Linked DNA regions of Mus musculus: region 2 is linked to region 1. Evidence: chromatin contacts called from public HiChIP or PLAC-seq data. All regions are on one chromosome and are shown on one strand. The core of a region is the stretch at or near the end of the contact, and the rest is flanking DNA. Distances in the headings are between cores, read along the strand shown. Region 1 has its middle 20 kb from the start of Gm22269. Region 2 overlaps Tm4sf1 (transmembrane 4 superfamily member 1).

Region 1 (6,619 bases), core at 1,718-4,217:
CCCATCCACCCACTCCCACCTCTTGGCCCTGGCGTTCCCCTGTACTGAGGCATATAAAGTCTGCACGACCAATGGGCCTCTCTTTCCACTGATGGCCGACCAGGCCATCTTCTGATACATATGCAGCTAGAGTCACGAGCTCTGGGGGTAGGGGTGGGGGGGTACTGGTTAGTTCATAATGTTGTTCCACCTATAGGGTTGCAGATCCCCCCAGCTCCCGGGGTACTTCCTCCTGCTCCTCCATTGGGGGCCCTGTGACCCATCCAATAGCTGACTGTGAACATCCACTTCTGTGTTTGCTAGGCCCCGGCATAGTCTCATAAGAGACAGCTATATCAGGGTCCTTTCAGCAAACTCTTGCTAGTGTATACAATGGTGTCAGTGTTTGGAGGCTGATTATGGGAAGATTCCCCGGGTATGGCAGCCTCTAGATGGTCCATCCTTTCGTCTCAGCTCCAAACTCTGTCTCTGTAGCACCCATGGCCTTACTCCCAATTCCAAGAAGGGGCAAAGTATCCACACCTTGGTCTTTATTCTTCCTGAGCTTCATGTGTTTCGAAATTGTATCTTATATCTTGGGTATTCTAAGTTTCTGGGCTAATATCCACTTATCAGTGAGTACATATCATGTGAGTTCTTTTGTGATTGAGTTACCTTCCCTTTCATGAGGACATAGGCTCAGAATATTTACACAATCTAATTTCTCTTTAGCTTACTGAGATGGTTTGACTCATTCTTATAGCAGCTTCATCAAAGTAAAACACGAATTCTGCTGTCATTTATGAGACTGGCTCCCTGGGAGAAGGTTACAAATATGAAAGCCGTGGTCACTGCTCTCTGGTGTCTGATTATCTAGCCAGACAAAAGAGTTGACATGAGCTGGAATAAGAGCTAAACACCAAACTAAACACAATGACATCCATGATGGCACATTTAGGAAGAGAAGTGCAAATCCAATGCCAAGTATTTCAGAAGCAGATAGTTGGTATAAAGAGTCTTAGACAAGCTTCTGTTATGGATGGTAGCTTGAATGCCTGTATTTAAATTATCTGATGCCCTTCCTTATCTACTTTGAAGGAATTATTTCTTTCCATTCCCTAAGGTCCTGTGTACTACAATCCAGAAATAGAGGCCACAGTTATGAGAGCAATCCTGTTTATTTTGAGGTGGGAAGACATACACTTTAGATCTGGATCTTAAAGACTGGGAGAAAGTCCTTTAATTTGAATCTTAAGGTGGGAAGACTCACCTTTAATCTGGGTGACATCTTATGATGGAAGCCTATACAACAACATGGAAGAAGGAAGCTTTTACTCTTTGCCTGTTAGCCTTTCTAGTACATCCATTCCTTCATAGGCATTAGAACCTACATCCTTAGAATTCCAGCATATTCAAAAGACCAGCTAAAACATCCATCTTTTCAGGAATAAGCAACTACTGAATTCTTGGACTTTCTATTTATAGCTAGCTGCTGTTGGATTAGCTGGACGATAGCCTATCAGTCATTCCAATAAACTTTATACCCATTCCACAAGTTCTATGACTCTAGAGAACCCTGACTAATACAGATTTATTAATACCTGATCACTAGGAAGGAGGCATTCTCTCCTGAGATATCTACACAGGAAAAGCATGAAGATGCTATGGTTAAGTACAGTTATATAAAAGCTGTATCTACAAAATGAAGCCAAGGGCTGGGAAGGAAATTAAGTGGTTAAGAAGACTTTTAGATCTTGAAGAGGACTTGGGTTTAATTCCCAGCACCCATATCAGGCAAATGATGACCATCTCTAACTCTAACTCCAAGGGATTTGATGTCCTCTTCTGGCTTCCATAAGCCCTGAACACATGTGCTACACATACATTCAGGCACACATGTACATAGAAAGAAAGAAAGAAAGAAAGAAAGAAAGAGAGAGAGAGAGAGAGAGAGAGAGAGAGAGAGAGAGAGAGAGAGAGAAAGAAATAAAAGAAAAGAAAGCAGCCAGGGGAAGAGGAAGGCATCCAGAGATCCAACTATCTCCATGCCACATGGTGGCTTAGTTGAGCAGAGGACACCCAGAGGTCAGCCCACCGCCACTGGGCACAAGTAGGGTGTAGGCACACAGAGGTCCACCTTCAACCATACTGCACAGCACAGGCAGGTAGAGGACTTGCCTGCTGCCATGCAATGTAGCACAGTGCTGGTGGAGGAAGGCACTTAGAGGCCTTTCAGCTGTATGGACCACCCACAGCAGGAAGTGGTGGACAGATGGGAGAGAAAAAAAGCAGAACAGTTTCCAGCATTATAAAGAGAGGTGGAACCAGGGATGCAAGAGTGGAGAAGAATTGCCTATTATGAGTACCCTACCCCACCACCTGAAGCTGTGGTGAAATACTAGCCCATGGTGCCACTGAGGACCCATGTCTGGGTCCATGGCCATGTAGCAGCAGGGATATGACACTATATCTGTGGTTCAGATTACCACTAAAAACCATGCAGATATTTCTAGTCTAGACAGTTACCTGGGACCAGATAGATGCCCAAAGACTGTGCAGAGGTGGCCCTACCTCTCACTAGTGACAGCACTGGAAGAGTGGACCCTGCACCTAGCACAGTGGAACTAACACTAGTGGCAGGGCATGGGTGAGCCAATCCCAAGAGTGTGAGAGCTAGAGACCTGAGCATACCCCTGCCAGCTGCAGCATTGGGTGAACTAGCCTGGGCAGTACTAGAGAGCTTGCCCTTGTGGTACAGGTATGAGAAAGCTAGTGGGTTAGCCATCTCAATCACTACCCCAGGACTAGATCCAGGGCTTTGAGTTGGCTAACCCCCAAACCTACCTCATCTACGAACTTCTGGAGTCTGTTAAGGGGCCAGTGCTGCAGATCCAAGACTGCAGGATCTCTATATGATACAGGACGCACAGGAGGACAGAGGAGAATGCCAGTGAGGATCTGGGGTTGGTGGTGCAGTGGAAGCCAGAGATCTCAAACCAGATCAATGACTCAGTACAATAAACATTTGCAAGTAAAGATGTGTGGACAGAGGAGTATACTGTGGAACACACTGTGACACACTGCAGCTTCCACAGTGAGATATTTTCTATGCTTTTGTTTCGCTTGTGGTTTTTAATTTTTTAAATTTTTGTGGGGAAGTTGCAAGGGCAGAGGGCAGATGCAAGAGAAGGGAAATCAAGTGGCACTGGGGTACATTATGTGGAACTCACGAAGAATCAAATCATTTTTTTAAATAAATAAATAAATAAATAGATCTCTTTTTTTTAAAGAACTCTTAGAATGATGGTGAAAAGCCAGGCATGGTGGTATATTTCTTTAATCACAACACTCAGGAGCAAAGACCATCAGATTTCCTTGAGTTTGAGGATAGCCTGGTCTACATAGTGAGTCTGGCATACCCATGGCAACATAGTCTCTGACTCTAAACAACAACAAAAAGTGTGTCTCAAGAGAGAATAAGAAATGTTCTTTCCAGCTCTGGCAGATGGTGGTAATTACACTGGTGGTGCTCAGTGGACTAACATCAGTTATATCGCTTGGCTTCTAGCCCCAAAATAACACCTCTGGTGAGTCATGTCCCCTCTGAGAAGGTTCTGGAAGTTTTGTGGAATGACTGACTAAAATCATTGGAAGTAAAATGTTCACAGCAACCACTCAATATCCTGTTTTGCTTTTGTCTGTTTGCTCAGTCAGTCTCTGTTGAGGTCTGAACAAATGATTTACCACAGATTTGTATATTCATGCAAATAACATTATTTCCATACAGGATAGTATCATTTGTTCTTCCAGAAACCAAAACATTCAGTTTGCTCTTATATCCTGCTCTCAAGGCTTCAGATACAGCTGTGTAGCTGCTAGCTATCCTTATTTTATCTACGCTCCAATTTGTCTCTGAGTGAGGTAAGAGCAGCCTCCTAAACTTGAATTTTCTGTTTTTTTTTCAGTAGATTATGAGAAGGACTTTGGCCAGAAAGAGAACTATGCAGTGTCAGCTCTTACGGGAGAAATGACTATTCTGCCTTTGGCCAGAATATTTTGGATTCAGTGTGCTTCACTGCCAACTTCCTTATTCTACAACTGTAAATTGTGATGGCATCAGATTTCAAGCTTTTTTAAAAAAAGAAATTAGTTAAGTCGTCTGCATGCCTACCTCCTCACTTGATAGAACGTAGAATCACAGTTTTAAGACCATCTAGGCAATTTGAAGTAATCGTTGAAAATTCTCAAGTTTAAGTCCATCAAAGCCTCTTCAGAAGACATGACAGGACACCCATGACCTCTTTCTTGTTGCCTGAGCTATGCTAGAATAAAAAAATAAATCTCCTAACGTGAACCCAGTCTTTGGAAATTAAAGGAAGTAAGCAATACTCCATGATCAGAGGCAGGTCTGTGACCACAACCACATCAAGTAGAAGTAGCTATGTTACCTTCTCCATTGTCTTAGACCTATCGTTCCCATAACAAAACACCAGACAGCAAATAAACTGATAAACAATAAAGATTTTCTTTGCATTTTTCAAAAGGCTAGTAGATCTGAGACAAAAAAAAAAAAAAAAAAAAGAAAGTTCGGTGTCAGTGAGAGCCCAGCACTGCATCCAAGATGATACATTGAACACCATCCTTGTGGGGCAAAAGATGGACAGGTAAACAGAACAAGAGTTGTGCTTTTGTATGGTGGAGGAAGAGAAGATCAGGGAAACATTGACCTTTTCTCTCTAGCACAAAAAGCAGCTTTTAAATTTCTTTGAAAAGAAGGTCTTTAAACAAAACCTAGCTGTGCTTCACAGTAGCTCATCCTGAAATTTTTTTCTTTCTCTTTTTTTTTAATTTTGATATTTTCTTTATTTACATTTCAAATATTATCCCCTTTCCTGGTTTCCATTCCAAAAACCCCTATCTCCTCCCTCCTTCTCCTGCTCACCAACCCACACACCCCAACTTCCTGGCTTTGGCATTCCCCTATACTGGGGCATAGAACCTTCACAGGACCAAAGGCCTCTTCTTCCATTGATGACCAACAAGCCCATTCTCTGCTACATATGCAGCTGGAGCCATGAGTAACACCATGTGTACTCTTTGGTTGGTGGTTTAGTCCCTGGGAGCTCTGGGGGAACTGGTTAGTTCATATTGTTATTCCTCCTACGGGGCTGCAAATCCCTTCAGCTCCTTGGGTCCTTTCTCTAGCTCTTCCATTAGGAACACTGATTAGTCCAATAGTTGGCTGTGAGCATCTACCTCTGTATTTGTCAGGCACTGGTTGAGCCTCTCAGGAGACAGCTGTAGCAGGCTTCTGTTAGCAAGCACTTGTTGACATCTACAATAGTGTCTGGGTTTGGTGACTGTACATGGGATGGTTCCCCAGGTGGAGCAGTCTCTGAAATTGTTTTCTGTGTGGAAGCTAAGGATTTGATTTTTACCTGAGTCAAGATTTCTGAAAGATGAAGAAAACTCTTCTGACTGCTTCTGATGACAGCATAGAGTTATGGCTCCACCCCTATCACCTCTCACAGGATGAACAGAGTACACTTACTAAATGAGCTGCTCAGTTCCCTTCATTATTTTTGGTTGTTATGAATTGCTGGCAGGCATATGCTCATAAATCTATCAGCATATTGGAAGTTTAACAATATATACATATGAAAAAATTCATTCATTCAACTCTATTCTTAGCATTCAACTGTTAAATGATATATTTGTGAGCACGTAAGTAAAAAACAGTTACAATAATATTATAGTATTAGTTCAAATCATTTGAATTGAAATATTAAAATATTTTACCTACAAAATAGCAACTTCATATTTGCAACTAATATATACATAATTAGTGAGATTACAATAATGATCCAGAATGGTGAATTTTATTGCAGTTACCCACTTGACTAAAGACGTCTCATTTTCCATGAGTTTATATCTAAAAGTACAGACCTGAATGTGTAATTATCTTTGTCCATGCCTCTGTGCTTAACCACAAAGTGTAGTACAGATCACTGAATGTCCTATAATTTACATTTTTGTCATATGAAAACACTATCTATCATTTATATCTTTGTTTAAAATCGTAGTAAAATAAAGATATGGCCATGTGTGTAATTTGAGTTTCTTGTAAAATGTGCTAAAATGAATATTTATTAAAACATAAAAGAAGTTAATCTTTCGAGTTTTGTCAACAGATGATAAAGGACTGGAGCTCAGTAGCCCAGTGCTTCCTCTTATGCAGAAAGGACTAGGTTTAATACCCAACACAGGAGGAAAATTCCACCAGATGCAACTATGCGCACATGTTGCCAACAGAATTAAAGACTGAGTCAACATCATTCTAACTAACTAGAGAAAGAGCTGTCAGGGTCAGGTTCATGTAGGATTACAGCAGCCAACTGTAGATGAGATATATGGTCCTTTGGTATGAACTGCCTTGATGAGCATCCCCCATTCCAGTGCTATCTGGTCCCACACCATCATGTCCTTAGTCCTAGAATAAAATCATAACATTGCAATACATTATCTGATTATCATCTTCCACACTGAGCTATCAGGAACCATTTTTTTTTTTTAGAAAAGAGTTTATTTGGCTTATGCTTCCATATCACTATTCATCAATGAAGTGAGTCAGGGTAGAAAC
Region 2 (6,619 bases), core at 1,949-4,448, 220 kb after region 1:
GATGTTAGTTGGATCAGCTACCACAGCAGGTATCTTGCCTAAAGGAAGCGTGCACCTGTCTAATAGCAAACAAAACTCCACTAACTCTCTTGTCTGTTATGCAGGACAATGAATAACCAAAGCCAAGTCCTCTGTATAAAATCCCAATTGCTATTATCTGAATGTGTTTCTTTAATAGTTGGTCCTTGGATGGTCCTAGGAGATAGTAGGGACTTTAGAAGTAGGACCTTGTTGGAGGAAGTGAGTTGTTGGAGGACGTGAATCTGAAGGTTACATCTGGCCCCCAGTCCCTTTCTCTATCTGCTTCCTATCTACCATGAAGTGATCTGTGTCCTGTTATGCATGCTCCTACCAGAAGGAGGTTCTGCTTTCCCACAGGCCTATGACAGTGCAGCCTGTAACCCCAGACTAAAAGCTCCGGAACCATGAGCAAATACATAGTTCTATCCCCCTCTAAGTAATTCTGCCAAGCAGTGGGTTAAGGGATCCTTTTACATTAAAATAAATAAATAACAAGGTGTAATTTGTGCACCAAGAGAGAAAAACATACTACCTTACCCAGGACTTTGATAACTGGAGCACCCAGCAGAAAGAAAGATATCTAGCTGATTTGAGAGCCTCGAGGGATAGCATAGCCATGGTTATCTGTTGATAGAAAAGGCAGAAGAGGGGATAAGGCAGGGAAAGCAGGAGAGAGGACCCAGAGGAAAGCAAGACCTTGGCATAGATGCTACCCAACCTGTAGACCACAGGTCACTGAGAGGGAGGGAAAAACAGAAGCTGTGAACAATGACATTGGCTTGTCCTACTGAGTGTATTCACTGTGTGTAACCTTTCAAATCAAATTCTATTAAGTTAGAAACCAGATCTCCAGACCCAGAAGCCTGTACTCTGAAAACGTCTTTTGTCTTCCAGGAAAGGTAATAGATCTTTCTATGTGTTAGGAAGAAGTCCTCTCTACGTGACTCCGATAAATTGCCTGATGAGAGAGGGTGTCACTTCAGACGTAAAACTAAAGCCACAGCTGAATGGTATTGAATACTTAATTTTATGCTCAGAAGCAAGCTTGGGAAGCATTCCCCTGTGAGCTTCCTGACCCTGCCCCACCTCTCTTCTGTTTTCCCACCATTTCTCATTTTCCTTGTCTAACTATCCTGACCTTCCTCTTTACAGAAACAGTCTTTGTCTTTGAAAGGCAAAAAGGTTTCTACAAGCTGCACAACTTCAGCCTTGAGTAGTGTTTCACAGACATTGTCAGTATTATATATTTCCTCTCCCATACTTGGGTTAGCACGCTCTCAATGAGATTTCCGAATCCAGGTAAGAGAAAATCTCACTTCAGAGGGTTTCTTAGAGACTCATTCACATACAAATGGGAAACAGCATATGAACAGTAAAATATATCTTTCTTGTTTTTCTTTTTTTTTTATTTTGGTCCTTCTTGGTCTTAAAAAGGAAATCGGAGATCTTTTATTTAAAAAAAAATGCACATATGCACAATAGTTAGCTCTGATTTTTATCTCAAACACTGAAGAGTTTATCTCAGCTATGCTGAGAACAGTCCTTAAGTCTGTAAAATCCCTTCGGAGAGAGTGCAGTTTGCTGCCTTGTTTGTTTTGTGAATGTAAACACTGACATCATGTGATGACGTCAGCACATTTCCTTACAAAAGCAGAAAGGGTAGGATGTGGCACAAGGTGCAAAGTCTCACAACACAGGGAAAATATACAAATTACAGTGAAATACAGGAAGCACGCCCTTCTGTCTTGTGTTCTTTTTTAGCAGTTATATTGCTGTAAAGAAAATAAAATTTACATTAGCTTATTACCAGTGACAACACAAAATGCACAGTCTTATTCAAAGCAAACATAACATAGAATAATTTTTTTTTCATCAAAACTAGGCCCGCCACACCATTAGGGATCAGACAGAGCTCACAAAATGTTTCCCAAACAAACCAGACCCACTTACTTCCCCAGGAAAATTTACAGAAAGTGTTCATGGAAACTTCAGGATACTGACACAGAATTGGCTTGTAGTGTGTTTGTGTTGGGTCGCAATTCTTGGGGAGTAACTTAAAATAATGCCGTGGGAATTTCCCACTGGTGTGGGGTTACCCTAGTTAACCTTTCAAATCAAATGCTACCAAGTTAGGAGTCAGCTCTCCTAAACTAAATCCCCTGTCCTGAGAGAGCACCTTTTGTCTTGCAAACAAAGGTCATAGATCTTTCGAAATGTTAAGAAACAGCACTTTCTACAGTGACTCTGACCACAGACCACATGCTTGCCTCCACCTCAGGAAGTTATCTCTCCTCACAAAACACAGAACCAATTTTGTCCACCTACTTACTCCTTACGCCTATGCCCCAAATGCCCCAGCACCAAAGGCCAGCAGCAGCTGAGTTTATTCTCTGCTTTGTCTGCGTTTCAAGGAACAGCATAGGTTTGCGTTTAGGAATCAATCTCAAAGGTTGATTTTGTTCTTCCCCTCAGTTGCCTTACAAAAAACAATGCCATACAAAAGTTTTCCCACTAGGCTGTTTTCCTGGAAATTTGGCAGGATCCCAAAGAAATTCTTAACCTTGTGGATTTGCCTGATAGATAAAGCTAGAAATAAATTGTAACTTCCTCTCAAAATGAATAAAACTTTCCCATATATTTATAGCAAAGGGTTTCCCAGTAGCCCTGACTTTTAGTTTCTATTAGGTTTTATTTGTTTGCTGGTTTTTTATTTTTATATTTGCGGGGGGGGGGGTGTTGTTTTGTTTTGGTTTTGTTTTGCCTTATTTCCAAGGAAAGTCAAAAGACATTGAATTAGGAGATAAATGGAATGAAATAGAAAATATAAGTGAAATAAGTTTACTTTATCTTGTCTTAAATAATAAGACATAAAACAGCAACTTCCCAAAATGGGCCGATTTTAACTTCCCATCTGTTCAATAATATATGATTTATAGAGACATAGAAAAAATATTTCAATAAAACAGAAAAAAAAATAACTTTCTCTGTTACAAACAAGTGGATATTTCATTCCTGAGTCATATCCACAGGAAATGAGAGCTTCCTGGCTTTCTTTCACATAGAGTTTCTTTCACAAGGACATTCAAAGGCTAATAATTGCACTCCATGCTTACAGAGTAAGGGTAAGGCATTTTTGTTATTCCTTATTAGGAAAGAATTACAGGGAACCAAACAGGACAGGAAATGCAGCACCAAGGTTAAGAGGAAGGGCTTGGGCATAAAATAACTGAGGAGTTGAAGTCTGTTACCTCCTGAGTAAGTGAACTTAAGCATCTTGTTCAGTGCTTGAGTTGAGCATGTGAATGGGGAGTGAGACGAGTGCTACATCTTATGGAATCAGTGTTGGGTACTATTCCTGTGTACTTAGGAACATGAAGGTTAAGTATCTTGACACTCATACCTGTAACCAGAGCTGGGTGGGTGGAACATACAGGGGACTTGACTTGAAGGAGGAACTGTGTCTATAGGCAAGTGTTTCTGTGCCCACAGAATGATCTACAAGCCAAGACGACTTAGTCTGTGAGACTCAGTACTGTAGCCAAAATTGAATGTAAGAAATGCCTCCCCACAAAGATGAAGTGAGAGTAGGTTCTAGTTTGTTGCCTGTGCCTGGTTTTGCCTTTACGGAGAAGAATGGGGCCTTGTTGCCACTACAGGGCTAGACCTCCACACAGTCCCACAAGTTCTCACCTGTTGGCGAGAGCAGCAATAGCCACATAAGCCTCCAAGCATTCCATTTATTACTTGAATGAGACACAAGATGAATTCAACTGCGGCAAAAGCCAAGAGGATAGAAAATAGAGTCACATGCCACTCCACAATATGCTTGGGCTCATAGCACTTGGACCACATAGAGGAATTCAGAAGGTACCTGTGGACAGAAGAGGAACTTCAGACACGTGGCCACAGTTTAAGAGGATATCTCATAACTTGCCTTTATTGTTTAGAGATTTTCATTCAGAAACATGGAAATGAATTAACACAATGTTATGTGCTAGCTACACCGTTCCAACAAATGGAAGGGTTTAGCCCAAAGATTATCCCAATGATAAACATAAAATTAAAACACAAATTTTGACACCAATCTAGGATTCTGTGGTTAAAAAATTCACACATGAGAGATTTTTATATTCTTTAAAAGACATATGACTTCTTGTGAGAAAGAAAAGCAAACATATATTAGCATCATGATTAACACCATGTCTTGTATCATATGGCTGTGAACTAAAAGTAAAAATGGAAAAATGGAAACAATTCAGGCTGGGGTAGTAAACTTACAAAGCATATTTCTGTTCTGTTACCCAGGTTTATCATTGCTTAATCTTTGTCTATGAGCAAGCTATTGAGTAAATTTTTTATTTGGAAAATATATTTTACAGTATACTTTAAACTTTGGGATCTTAATTATCACTTTATTAAGATATTAAGCACTTTCCTCTTTTGAAAAGTATCCAAATTCTGCCAAGTTAAAACTCAAGAGGCTTTCATTTTCAAATGAAATTTGTTGATATAAATTGTTTTTAAATTTTTAAGCAAAAAGTTAATTCCCAATAGAAAGTAGAAGGATTTGAGTTCAGCCTCTTTACTTTCATGATATCATGCTCTGTAGCAATGAAGAGCACCTTTTATTCAGTTATTAGACCAAGATGGCTGATCTGCTGCTGTGTGAGTGCAACATTGAGCTAGAGCTGCACCGTAAGGAGCATTCTGTTCTGAAAGAACATGGACTCCAGCAGAAGAACACGGATTGAGAACATCAATGCCAAGTATGGGGATCAGGGAAACAAAGTGAAAGGCTACCATCAAAAAAAAACCTTCCCAAGAGAAGACCTGTTTATACCCACTCTGCAAGGCTCAGTTCCATGCAGGCAGGGGCAGGGCCTATTCTTCTTACACCCAGCTACCAGCACAGTATCTGGGACATTGTGTATGTTTAAAAATCACAGAATGATAAATAACACCCTGAACTCTCCTTGTTAAAAAATCACCAGACCATATTAAGGTCATATGTGACTTTATATATACACAACGTGAGAAATTTCTTCTCGCACATGTGTGTGTGTGTGTGTGTGTGTGTGTGTATGTGTGTATGTAGATACATACATACATACATACATACAAACATAGGCATGCCTTGGATCTCTTTCCTAGCATGTCAGCCACTGCTACTCCAGAGTAGAATTTGGATTCCCCGTAAAGTAGGATTCAATCATGTGGGAACATCCAGGAGTGACTTAACCCAACAACAAGACCTGGTACAATTTCTTATCACTTCTTCCTGCCCCAGCTTGAAACCAAACATCTAACATTGGAACAGTACACTGAGCCAATAAGAGAGTCAACTTGTTGGTTTAAGACAAAACTTACCACCACCACTCCACCCCTAAAAAAATCAAAACAGAACAAGAATATGGCATTCTGTCCCCGTGTTTCTGCTTGTCAGTAAAACAAAGGCTGTTATTCAGGTCACACAGAGTCAAAATTTTCTTTAGCTCTATTTAGCTACTGAAAATTTAATCGGTGGCTTGGAACTGTTAGTTATTCTATGTATTGAGATCCCTAAACAGATTCAAATAAAGAATGATCTAGAAGAAAAAAGACCTTTTTTTGAGAAGCATAAATGAGTAGTGAGACAGATGTACAAACAGCTCTTAAAATCTGTTTAGTAATAGACATAACCCTGTATGCACCTGAGATCATTTTCTATGAGCACATTATGTTCTGAGCAAAGTTGATGACAGTTGGAGGCATTAAGACTCCAACTCCAATAAGTACTGGGTTTTCTTCAGAGGCTACCATTCTTTCATGTTCATCCTAAACTAATTCTGACAGTGATCACAATATGTCAGCCATCACATGAGCATTTCACACGGATCGCCTCATTAATGCTCATGACAACTGCCATTCTCTAGATGAAGTCACTGAGAGACGGGAAAATTAGTTCACACCTTCCTGTTCTTAGAGAGTGAGTAAGGAGCTCAACCCGGGGATATCTGGCACTTCATTCTGAACTCTGTTGGAACCTACACTCACATATGCATACACGCATGCACGCACACGCGAACACACACAATATCTTTTCTTTTAAAGAAGGCAAGTCAGGAAAGAACAATCGATACTCATCCATCACCAGCTTTTCTGATTCTGTTCTTCTGTCATAACTGACTAAAAACAGAAAATCCCAGCATAAGACAATGGGCCTCTCTTAACGACACTGAAGCTGGAGTAGTGGGGAAGACCTTTGCTCTGTCTCTTGGTAACTTGAATCAAGGGTGTGTGTGTTATACATGCTTCACAATATGCAGGCATAGGGTGGAAGAATTGTTTGTCCTAGGTTTTGAATACATAAAAATACTATAATACTGTCCTATGACCTAGTAAAATGTGCTACATTTGACCTGAGTGTCATTGGGGGTTTGCAGCACATACTAGCTGAGCACAAACGCTATGAGGCAGACAACCTGGATTCAGAGATTCACTAGTACTTTCTAGCAATGAGACCTTGGACAAATCACTTCATCCTTCCCTGCCTCCTTTTCTCATTTGTAAAAGAAAAGGAATTATGGGAGCATCTCCATACGGTCGTGGTAAGAACAAA

The links. HiChIP or PLAC-seq counts read pairs in DNA pulled down with a chosen protein or histone mark.
Region 2: a FOXA1 HiChIP or PLAC-seq map of pancreatic cancer cells shows a contact between it and region 1. The contact joins two enhancer-like sites. A contact is called at or near these places in 1 of 115 datasets of contacts at active chromatin or transcription factors (pancreatic cancer cells) and 2 of 9 other capture datasets (liver and pancreatic islet).

Annotation. Positions count from the first base shown.
Region 1 is chr3:57,071,189-57,077,807 of GRCm38.p6, forward strand. No RefSeq gene overlaps it. Among named protein-coding and RNA genes, the nearest start is that of Gm22269, 20 kb to the left of the region's middle. Within about 2 kb of position 2,968, at least 29 of the 459 cell types and tissues checked have an H3K27ac peak or open chromatin away from gene starts, as enhancers often do. A contact at or near this core is called in pancreatic cancer cells, where this site is marked.
Region 2 is chr3:57,285,978-57,292,596 of GRCm38.p6, forward strand. It overlaps Tm4sf1 (transmembrane 4 superfamily member 1), which reads right to left. Exons shown (of 7, transcript NM_008536.4): 6 at 3,712-3,892; 7 at 1-1,793. The coding sequence ends at 1,779. Among named protein-coding and RNA genes, the nearest start is that of Tm4sf1, 13 kb to the right of the region's middle. Within about 2 kb of position 3,199, at least 60 of the 459 cell types and tissues checked have an H3K27ac peak or open chromatin away from gene starts, as enhancers often do. A contact at or near this core is called in pancreatic cancer cells, where this site is marked.